Linked DNA regions of Oryctolagus cuniculus: region 2 is linked to region 1. A link is a contact called in public Micro-C data. All regions are on one chromosome and are shown on one strand. The core of a region is the stretch at or near the end of the contact, and the rest is flanking DNA. Distances in the headings are between cores, read along the strand shown.

Region 1 (5,597 bases), core at 1,955-4,454:
TCTTTCCTGGTTATAATGGCGCTGCCTCGCCTACTTCATCTTGATCTCAAGTGCCTTCCCAAACTATGAAAAGGCCTTCCCACACCTTATAAAATATCCCTGCCCCCTTGTTTTTCCTTATCAAAAGGGGCGCCCAGGCTGGGACACATCTGTGACTATTTTACTTGTGCATTGTCTGACTTCCCCTGGGGATGTGGGATCCAGGAGGGTGGGGCTGGGTGACCTTTGGGTCACCTCTGTCTTCTCAGACCGCTGCTCAGTGCCTGGCACAGTGAAGGTGTGAATATGTGCTGTTGCATGAATGAAATAATTAGAGTAAGAAGCAGGAGAAACTCATTTCTTTTCAAACCAAGGGTTTTCGGGCCCGGCGCTGTGGCTTAGCGGGTAAAGCTGCCGTCTGCAGTGCCGGCATCCCATATGGGTGCTGATTCAAGTCCCGGCTGCTCCTGTTCTGATCCAGCTCTCTGCTATGGCCTGGAAAAGCAGTGGAAGATGACCCAAGTCTTTGGGCCCCTGCACCCACATAGGAGACCCGGGAGAAGCTCCTGGCTCCTGGCTTCGGATCGGTGAAGCTCCAGCCATTGCGGCCATTTGGGGAATGAACCAGCAGATGGAAGACCTCTCTCTCTCCACCCGCCTCTCCTTCTCTGTGTAACTCTTTCAAATAAATAAATAAACCTTAAAAAAAAAAAAAGGGTTTTCTTTACTAACCTTTTGTTTGAGGGGGAGACACAAACACACACGTGTACATACACAGAATGAATGAATGAATGAATGAGTTCCCATCTGCTTGTACAAAGCAGGCACTGGGCCAGGGCTGAAGCCCGGAGCCAGGAACTCAATCCAGATCCCCTTCATGGGTGGCAGGGCGCCAACCACTTGAACCATTACCATTGCCTCCCAGGGGCTGCATTAGCAGCAGGCTGGAGTCAGGCACTCAGACAGGGGATGTGGGCATTCTACGTGGCCTCTTAACCAGCAGGTCAACCATCCACGTCAGAATGTCATTTCTGAGAGAAATCATGCCTGAGTGACAGCTATCTCATTCGGGTACCAACGTGGAGCCAAGCTTGCGGAACCCCACCCTGTCTTTTTCTCGCACCTGCAACCTGTCACTCTTCAGTGCCTGTCCACAGAGGCAGCAATGGGCCCAAGCAGGAAAGGCCGAGGCAGCAGATGAGAGGGGCCAGCAGGCGGGAGCGTGGGCACACTGACTCTGGGGCAGGGTGGCCTGTCACTTCAGGGGAAGCCACTGAGCTCAGGGTGGCCTGTCACTTCAGGGGAAGCCACTGAGCTCAGAGGGACTTTGGAAAGCACAGGAGGGTCGCTGGGAGGGTCTCCTACGCCTGGACCTTCAGACTTTGGGAAGGGAGAGGCAGGGGCTCCTGGTGCCTTGACTGAGGCCTGAGGGATTGGAAAAGCAGCTTTGAGCTGAACTTGCGGTTGTGTGACAGCAGCACCCCCAGAGCGCTGTCACCTGTGAGCAGCCAGAGAGAAAGCAGGGGGTGGGCTGGATCTGACTGACAGCTGACAGGCGGCGCGTGGTGGAGCATCAGGAAGCAGGGGGGGTGTCTAGGTGCCAGCAACGGACAAGTGCAGGGGGGCTAAGCCAGGGACCCAGCCTAGAGGGAGAAGCGGGTCAGGGCACGGAGGGCCGAGGGGCCAGAGGTGAGTGCTGTAAGCGCTTTAGTGGGATCTAGGAGGCTGCAGAACGTGTGGAGGGGTTGGGGGTGAGGAGGTGCTGAGACAGGAACCAGGGAATGAGGTTCAGGTCGCCCAGCGTGGTGACCAGGTGTTTCAGGGCGGCACTGAAAACACGGACGCGGTCCAGCATAGGAAAAGCTACTTGCCAAGGGGAGCACATTCCTCTGGCACTCTCAACCACGTCCCTATAGCTTTATTTCACAGAGCCGGCTGCAAGCCCATGCGTGCATTTAGCCACCATAAGGGACAGAGACGACCGGGTTTTCAAATTCACAGTAACCCTCCTGCCCATTTCTACAAAACCTGGCATTAGGAATGGATCTGGGGATGTAAAACCGTATATTTTTTTTTTTTTTAAATCTGTCCTCCTTGGGGGGAGGGTCTCGTGGGACCTCACGTAGCTCCTAATAGGCGCCACCGCACAGCCAGGCCAGAGCAGAAGGGCTGCTCGTGCTCTCCCGCAGCGAGGCGGGGCCCAGAAATAAACGCCCAACCCGCCACCCTGTCGCCCGCGGAAAGGATCTAGCCGCCGACGCCTGGGGAAAAGAAAAGAAAAAAAAAAAAAACAAAAACATAATGAATATCCCCAAGGATCCCCCACTCCCTCGCTTTCAGCCCAGAAAACAAGCGCTCCATTGCCCCGGAAATTACAAGCACCGGGGAATTCACTCCATCCCGGAGGCGTCTGGCTCCCCGCGAGGCCAAGGGCCCCAACCCCGAAAAAGGACATCCCTCAACCCAAGTCCTGCCCCTCCAAGCGGCCGGCCCCTGGGACGGCGGCCACCGCGGGCGCGCCCGGCGCCTGGGCGGCCCTCTCCCCGCTTCCCGGCTTGGCTGCCCCGAGCGGCCGGCGCGCGGCCGGGCCAGGTGCACCAGCTGCGGCCCCGCCAGCGGCGCGCGCCCTCCGGTCGCCGGACACAGGCGGCCACGCAGCCGAGATTTACGGCGTCGCTGGGCGGCGGTTTCCGGGGCCGGCCGGCGCCCGGGCTCCGATTACAGGTTCACACGGGGGGCCCAGCCCGCGGCCGGCCGCCCAGCTCCGGCCTGCGCGCCATCGCGCGGCCCCGCTCCTCCGCCTGCCCATTCTTCTCCATTCATGCGGACGCCCAGCGCCGCCGCCGCCGCCGCCAGCGCGGCCGCCGTCGCCGTCCGCCCGGATTGGCTGGCGGCCGCGGCGCCGGCACTTTCCCACGGCCCGCGGCGCGTGCGGCTCAGCGGCGGCGCTGCAGGCGCGGCTCTGGCGCGCGGCCAGGCCAATCGGGGCGCGCGGGGCGGGGCGGGGCAGCGGCCGCCGGCGGGCTGGTGTCCCGGCCCGGCCCCCAGCGCCTCCCCGCCGCCGGCCCACCGCCGCCTGCGCCTCCTCCGTCACCCCCCTACTGCGGAGCCCCCGCGGAGCCGACGCACCGCCGCCGGGGGCGCGGCCCGCCCTCGCCCTCCGCCTCGCTCCGCCCCCCTGCCCTGGCGGCTGCCAATCAGCGGGGCGAGGAGTCGGATTGGCCGTGGCGGGGGTGGTGGTGGTGGGGGTGAAGCTGTTGCCCGGCAGCCGCCGCCCCGCCCCTCCGCCTCCTCGCCCGCCCTCCCCAGGGCCCTGGGAAGGGGCTCAGCGTGGGAAAGGGATGGTTGAGTTTTAACCCGAGGCAGAGCGCGAGCGGGATCAGTGTGTGGCGGGCGCGAGCAGCCGAGCGCGGAGAGGCGCCGCCGTGGTGAACTCCCTGCCCGCCGCGCCGACCCTCCCCAGGAGCCCCGGAGCTGCCGCAGCATGAAGCGCGCTCACCCCGAGTACAGCTCGTCGGATAGCGAGCTGGACGAGACCGTAGAGGTGGAGAAGGAGAGTGCGGACGAGAATGGGTGAGTCCGCGGTGACAGCGAGCGGCCGGGCAGGGCGCGGGGGAGACCTCGCGGGTCCCCTCCCCTCGCTGAACGGGGCCTCCCCTGCCCCTTGTCTCTCTCTCTCTGCCCTTAGAAACTTGAGTTCGGCTCTGGGTTCCATGTCTCCAACCACATCTTCCCAGATCTTGGCCAGGAAACGTCGGAGAGGCGTGAGTCTCTGGATAATCCTTATTTACTTACTGTTGTGACTATCTTGGTTACGCATTAACGGGGAGGACCACCGTTTCTTCCCTGCGGGGTGTCCAGCAGTAGTGGCAATGTCCTCCTTTGTTGTGCCTGCTTTCTGCAGATCATTGAGAAGCGCCGACGAGACCGGATCAATAACAGTTTGTCCGAGCTGAGGAGGCTGGTACCCAGCGCCTTTGAGAAGCAGGTAATGGAGGGAGAAGGGCGAGCTCCGAGTTGCGCGCGCCTTCCGAACCCGCTGCCCCCGAGCCTCGGAGGGGAGCCGCGGCTGAAGTCCTGCGGCGGTTCCCACGCATTTTAGACGCGTTGTTTCCTTGGGTCTACGCTTGACGGTTTCTGTGTGTCCGTGCGTTAAGTTCTCATAGGCCCAGCAATCTTGCTGTTCTCTTCTCCAGGGCTCCGCTAAGCTAGAGAAAGCCGAGATCCTGCAGATGACGGTGGATCATCTGAAAATGCTGCACACTGCGGGAGGGAAAGGTATATGGCTCCGTATTTCCTGGCGGGGCGGGGTGGGGGGCTCCCGACTATGGGGGTGCAGAGAGCAGCGGCAGCAGCGGACCAGACCGGCGCAGTCACCGCCTGGTGTCTCTCATTTCTGAACGGTGCGTGCACTCGCCTGATGGTACATTTTCAAACGCACAGCAACATTTCCTCCAGTGACTTCATCGCCCGCACCCTCTGCAGATTGAGCAAATGCATCTTTTTGGACAATGCCTGTTATTCCCGAAGTCCCCTGAAGTTGGGGCAGCCCTGATTCCAGCCAGGGAGTTCTCACATTGGCTCCTGCCATTTTGAAGGGGAAAAATAAAATAAAAAGCTTTTTTTTTTAAGTATGTGGTCTTGATTTCATAAACAGCATTTTTATAAAGAAAGGAGGTGCCACATGACTCGAAGAAAAACCTGTTGTGGTTCCGTGGAGAAGCCCCAACAGAAGGTAGGAGGCGGACGTCTGTGAGTCTGTCTCCAGCCGGAAAATGCTTAGCTGGGGACCCGGGGCCTGAAAGCCCCGCGATGATAACTTACATCTGTGTGTCTAATGAATTTCACTGCTCTGTGGTTTCTCTGTCCTTGATGTATTTTTTGTTGTTGTTGAGGGAAAACATTAAAGGAATGAACAGAGTTTCATCTGCTGGTAGGGTATAATTCCAATTTCTGCCGGGCAGCTTCTTACTGGGCTTTGAACTTGCATTAGCAAGCACATTCTGCTCATGTTGATTGATGCAAAGATTTTGGCCGACTTGGAAAAAAAAATATGTGGACTTTCCGAACCCATGATTGCCCCGGCTGGAGGCCTGTGAGGTTATTTGCCTGGAAGGGCTGCCAGGGGCGGAAGAAATGAGGGGAAATGAGCCAAAAGTCCTGAGGTCATTCTTTTGTTCTGCTCTTCAGGCTATTTCGACGCGCACGCTCTGGCCATGGACTATCGGAGTTTGGGGTTTCGGGAATGCCTGGCCGAAGTCGCCCGCTACCTGAGCATCATCGAGGGACTGGATGCCTCCGACCCGCTCCGCGTGCGGCTGGTCTCGCATCTCAACAACTACGCCTCGCAGCGCGAAGCCGCGAGCGGCGCCCACGCCGGCCTCGGACACATGCCCTGGGGGAGCGCCCTTGGACACCACCCGCACATCGCGCACCCGCTCTTGTTGCCCCAGAACGGCCACGGGAACACGGCCGCCGCGGCCTCGCCCACGGAACCACACCACCAGGGCCGGGTGCCCGCGGCGCATCCAGAGGCGCCCGCTTTGCGAGCGCCCCCTAGCGGTGGTCTTGGACCGGTGCTCCCCGTGGTCACCTCGGCCTCCAAACTCTCACCACCT
Region 2 (5,597 bases), core at 1,351-3,850, 300 kb before region 1:
TAAATTATCTTGTGAAAACCAAATTGGAAATGCTACAGTGTTGATTGTCATGTAATACCATGTTATCATTTCTGACTGCTGGAACTTTGTTAGCACTTTGGATGCATCTTAAACTATGCTCTCTGACATGTAAAAAGCTTAATAAATTCTGTATATCAGTAGTATAGGTCTCAATATTTATTATGAGACCAGTGGTCTGCAAACAACTTGTTGTATTTTATACTTAAAAAATCAGCTGGTGTTTATACTTAAAATTTTTTTTCTTAACCATCCAGTTTAAATCACATTCTAAGCAGAGGCTTTGCAGCAAAAGCTGCTGAAACATTGTCTTAGAGGAGATCTGTAGAAATTGGTCTGTTTAACAGAAACATTTTGATTACTTACTATAACTGTTAAATTATTTTTTCTACCAATTAGTCTTTAATTTTTTTATTCCAACATCTTTTTATCACATTATTTTTTGGGTGTCCTTGTCTGCTGTTACTGTGTTTCCAACAAGGCAAAATGGAGTAAGATGGAAATTTCTTCAGTTGAGTGAAATATCCTCAAATCTCTTTACTGCCTATCTGGGGAAAAATGAGAGAGTTGGAGTAGGAAGTGGGATGGTTATGAAAGAAATTGGAGTTACTTTTCTAGACATCTACCTATACTTAACCTCAATTTTACTGTGCTCTGCCTCCTAAAAAAGTAGTAAAAAGAATGAATTTAGAAAAATACATTATTCAAAATGGCCTTAGTGGCATATCCAATACTGTGAATTCACAGATATTTAGAAATTTAGAACATAGTAATTGATAGGAATATTTGAAAGAGGTATTGATTGGTTACTCTATTGTGTTGCAGTTAACAATACAAGAAAACAATGAGTCAAATACCAGATACTTGAGAAGTTTAATGGAAGGAAAATATGCGTGAAGAAAATCTCTTCTTACAAAAAGGAATGTTCTTAATTTATGGAGTTGGTGAAAAATTAAGCAAGAAATACTGTGCTTATGAGAACAAAGTAATCGATGGAGGAGAACTCAGTTGGATTATCACCTTAACAACAAAGTAACTTTGGAAATAGAGAAAAAAATACTTGTTTTTGGATCTGTTAAGATATACAACTGTATTTTTTTTCTTTGCATAGTACCTGAAAACAATAAAAATTCTATAATTTGGGTATGGGTTCTTTTGTATACATGTCTGTGGAGGAAAGGGGCAAGCAGTTTCGTTCTTCAGCTTCTCTCTAAACCCTTCATCTCCTGGATTGGTAAAGAACCCGAAGCAGCTTTACTGAATCAAAACTTTTGGGGCCAGCGCTGTGGCATAGCCGGCGCCGGTTCGAGTCCCAGCTGTTCTACTTCCGATCCAGCTCTCTGCTAGGCCTGGGAAAGCAGTAAAAGATGGCCCAAGTCCTTGGGCCCCTGCACCCTCGTGGGAGACCCAGAAGAAACTCTTGGCTCCTGACTTTGAATCAGCGCAGCTCCGGCTGTTGGGGCTATCTGGGGAGTGAACCAGCAGAGAGAAGACCCCACCCCCCTTCTCTCTCTCTGCCTCTCAAATAAATAGATCTTTAAACAAAACAAAACTGCTACACACTGGCTACCAAGAGGCATTAACTAAGTGACTACTTTCTGCATGGGCCAGAGAAGATGCAGTGTAAGGCGTATGGGGCTGGCCTTGTGGCAACCCCAGTTAAGCCGAGGCCTGCAGTGCTAGAATCTTTAATGGGAGCACAGGTTTGAATCTGGGCTGCTCCACTTACTATCCAGCTCCCTGCTATCGCGCCTGGTTATTTGGGAAATAAATCAGCAGATGGAAGATCTAACTCTGCCGTTCAAATAAATCTTAAGAAAAAAGAAAAACACTCCCTCAAGTTTGGATTTGAAGGGGGTGGGCACATTCTGGGAATAAACACTGGGAGAAAAAAAGGGAGAAGGCTGAAAAGTGGGGTCTGTGATGGTACAGTGTCCAGGCATGTTCCGAGATCCCCCAACTCCCTTAGAGCAGGGATAGTAGCTACCGAGCGGTGACCAGATGGCTCAACACAATTTCTGAAACATGGCTGAACTGGATGTAGAAGTGGCAAAGGACAAACTTGGGTCCGGGGTTTCACAGGTGTTTACTGAGCCTGGTGTCAAGGGTCCAAGAAAAGCAAAGTCCTTGCCCTTAAGGAGTTTACAAAGTTGGGCGAGCATTTCAGACCAGCCGTAGGACGTATCACGAAGTAACATGGAAGAGAGCAGAGAAGCCGGATGGCGTGTGTGTGCGGGGGGGGGGGGGTCCGAAAGTAAACAGCAGTAAAGCAGACCCTCCTATTTGGGCTAAGACCCCCGTAGGTGTGCGGGCAGAGCCTTGTTGCCCTCTGGGACAAACAGAACACCAAGTGTCACGTTACCAAAATACACCGTAGGGCAAGGACCACCGGGTACCTAGAAGGCAAAATTCCTGCGAGTTAAAGGCGCTTCGAGGACTTCTCACCACCAACGCTTAAGGGGCCCAATTTCAGCTTTCAAGTTTCTTCAGCCCTGCGCTCCGTCTCAGCACCGGACTGAGCACGCCCTTCAACAACCGGCCGAGCTCCGCGGCAGGTGGGCGGGCCGCTCGCCGCCCCGCCCCGTGACCCACACGCTTGCGGAAGCCAGGCCAAAGGTCAGAGGTGAAGGCGTCATGGCGGCGCTGTGTCGGACCCGTTCCGTGGCTGCCGAGAGCCATTTCTTGCGAGTCTTTCTCTTCTGCCGGCCCTTTCGAGGCGCAAGCACTGAGAGCGGCTCCGACAGCGGCGATTCCGACTCCACGGCACACAGGCTGCGTCCTGGCGGCTTTGCGAGTGCCTTAGAGCGACACTCAGAGCTGCAGCGGAAGGCGGAGCCCAAGCTGGTGAGCCCTCGCGGGAGCCGCCTTCACGCCGCGGGAAGCCGGGGCCCGGCTTCGGGGTGGGGCTACGCCGGCGACGTGGTGGGTGGGGCAGGGCTGGGCACGGCGTGGGGCTGGAGCCGCGAGCAGAGGGGTGGGCGGTGGAGTTGGCGAATGGTGGCCCCCTGGCCGGTTGCTGGGAGCCGAGCGTGTGGCTGCTGGCCTTCCTCCACTCCTTGTGCTCCTGTGTGGCATTCACGTGCTGGACCGGCCCTGTCCGCTCTCCTTTGCTGGCCTGTCGGGCGCGGGCAGACGGAACTCAGGTTGGGAGCTGCAGGGTCCGCTCAGTGCTGTTCTGCACAGTACCTCCTGAGTATTTAATTAGCAGGTAGATGAAAGAATTACTGTCTTCACGATCTTTGGCAAGTGATATATTCCGTCAATCTTTCACCTTTTTAAAGAAATAAAATTTCCACTTGTCTCAACCAGTACTTTGGTAAAATATTAAAATTTCTAGATAAACAAAATGGGAAAAATAAGCCTACAAGCTTGATTTGCTAAAAGTAGATACAACAGATGTGAAATTGGGTTACGTAAAAATAGACTCCATTTCTGTGTTTATCTCCCTGGAGAGTAGTTCCAAACAGTACACAGACTGAGAGAGTCCTATATCGTAGGGTCATTTTAGTACCTACTGTGGTTTAAATTGTCCTGAAACCCCAGGATTAGAAGAAGCCTGGTATATTTTCCATTTTCTTCTGTAGCCAATTGCCACAAACTTAGTGACTTTAAACTACACAAATGTATTGTTTCTAGGCCGATGAGAAGTCTGATGATGTCTCACTGATCTAAAATCAAGATGTTGACAGAGTTCCTTTCTGTAGGTTCTGAGAAAGTTGTGTTTCCTGCTCCAATCTGAGTCCATCCCATTCCTTGACTTCAGACTCGGAAGCAACAAGGCTGAGTCCTCTTACCACATCACTGTAACATCTCTTCTGCCTCCCTTTTCTACTTTGGGAGTCCCTTACAATTGCACTGGGCCTGCCCTGGTGATACAGGATAATCTCTCCATTTTAGGCTGATTAGCAACCTTAATTTCACCTGTAATTTAATTCCCTTCTGCCATGGAAGTTAATTTATTCATACATTCTAGGGATTAGAATATGGATGTTTGGAGGGGAGGCAGGCATATGTCACTCAGCAGAATAGCTGTGATTGTCTTGATGACATCTAAGGGATTTTAGATCCATTCTTGCTTAGTGCTTTGAGGATTGAGCACAGTGAGGTAGGAAACATAAATACAGTTCAGTGCTCTTCCTCCAAATATTTATAAAGGAAAGGAATTTCCTTGTTTCTCTCCAACTTTTTTCACCCACTCCCACCATAATACCACATTCCACACAGCTTCAGAAACTCCCAGAGAATAAATTTCAATTGCTGAGTTAATTATAGCAAGAATGAAATTATTGCATCACATCAAAAAGTCTCCCATGCTTTGGAATTTCAACATGTTAAGTAGTGATAAATGTTTGTTTAATGAAGGAAACAACCAAGGTATTTTAAGAGTGCCCAGGATTCTCCTTCCTTTTCAAGACAGCTCTAATAGGGCTGCTCAGTTTTTCTAGGAGGTGGCCGGGGTGTTTTCTAGAGGTTCCAGAATATCCATCAAATATGCTCAGTCCAACTCAGGACGCATGAGTCTCCCTGAACAGTTGTTCTCCCCTTATCACGGTCTAGAAAACATCTACTAAATGGAGATGAAGCATATTCAGCTGTTACCTTCGTTTAATGAAAAGAAAATTTCCAGGGGAGGCTGGTTTGTAGCCTCTGTTCTACCTGAAGTTACCTGGAGCCCATTACTGAATTTTATTTTTTTAACATTTATTATTTATTTGAAAGGCCCAGAGAGCTAGAGATCTTTGATCTGCTGGTTCATCCCCAAGTGCCTGCGACAGCTGGGCCTAAGTCAGAGCTGAGAACTCAGTCTGGGTCTCCTACCTGGGTGCAGCGACTCTTGTGCTGCCTCCTGGGATGCCCATTAGCAGGAAACTGGGATAGAGAGCAAATCTAGGACTGTAACCCAGGCAGTGTGTGGACTGTGGGCACCCCAAGCAGCATCTTAACCTCTGGGCCAAACACTGGGATAGAGAGCAAATCTAGGACTGTAACCCAGGCAGTGTGTGGACTGTGGGCACCCCAAGCAGCATCTTAACTTCTGGGCCGAACGCTTGTTCCCCCCTTATGATTTTTTTTTTAAGATTTATTTATTTACTTGAAAGAGTTACAGAGAGAGAGAGAGAGAGAGAGAGGTCTTCCATCCACTGGTTCACTGCCCAATTGGCCGCAACTGCCTGAGCTGCACCAATCTGAAGCCAGGAGCCAGGAGCTTCTTCCAGGTCTCCCGTGTGGGTGCAGGGGCCCAAGGACTTGGGCCATCTTCCACTGCTTTCCCAGGCCATAGCAGAGAGCTGGATTGGAAGTGGAGCAGCCGGGTCTCTAACCGGCGCCCATATGGGATGCTGGCACCCCAGGCAGTGGCTTTACTCGCTAAGCCATAGCGCTGGCACCAACCCCCCCCCCCCCCCCCCGGCGCTGCTGATTCTTAATTGTTATCACTGACCAGTTCCTCCCTTGTCCAGATTATTACACACACTGAGGACAGTTATCTCCCTAAAGTTGAGCTTTATACTGAGATGACCTTTTTGTTTTCTGGACATCTTGTGAACCTCCAAGAATAAATAAGCATCTCTGCCGTAGCA

Evidence for each region. Hi-C and Micro-C count contacts between places; a contact is called where the count stands out from the background.
Region 2: a Micro-C map of ear pinna shows a contact between it and region 1, with 5 times the contacts expected there. The contact joins the enhancer-like site here to the promoter of HEY1 in region 1. A contact is called at or near these places in 6 of 6 Hi-C or Micro-C datasets (ear pinna, embryonic fibroblasts, liver and 3 more).

Annotation. Positions count from the first base shown.
Region 1 is chr6:105,307,581-105,313,177 of mOryCun1.1, reverse strand. It overlaps HEY1 (hes related family bHLH transcription factor with YRPW motif 1), which reads left to right and starts at 3,204. Exons shown (of 5, transcript XM_008255689.4): 1 at 3,204-3,552; 2 at 3,668-3,743; 3 at 3,884-3,967; 4 at 4,176-4,257; 5 at 5,170-5,597. The coding sequence starts at 3,464.
Region 2 is chr6:105,605,189-105,610,785 of mOryCun1.1, reverse strand. TPD52 (tumor protein D52) reads left to right here. Exons shown (of 5, transcript NM_001082360.1): 5 at 1-161. Among named protein-coding and RNA genes, the nearest start is that of TPD52, 25 kb to the left of the region's middle. Within about 2 kb of position 2,600, at least 8 of the 8 cell types and tissues checked have an H3K27ac peak or open chromatin away from gene starts, as enhancers often do. A contact at or near this core is called in ear pinna, where this site is marked.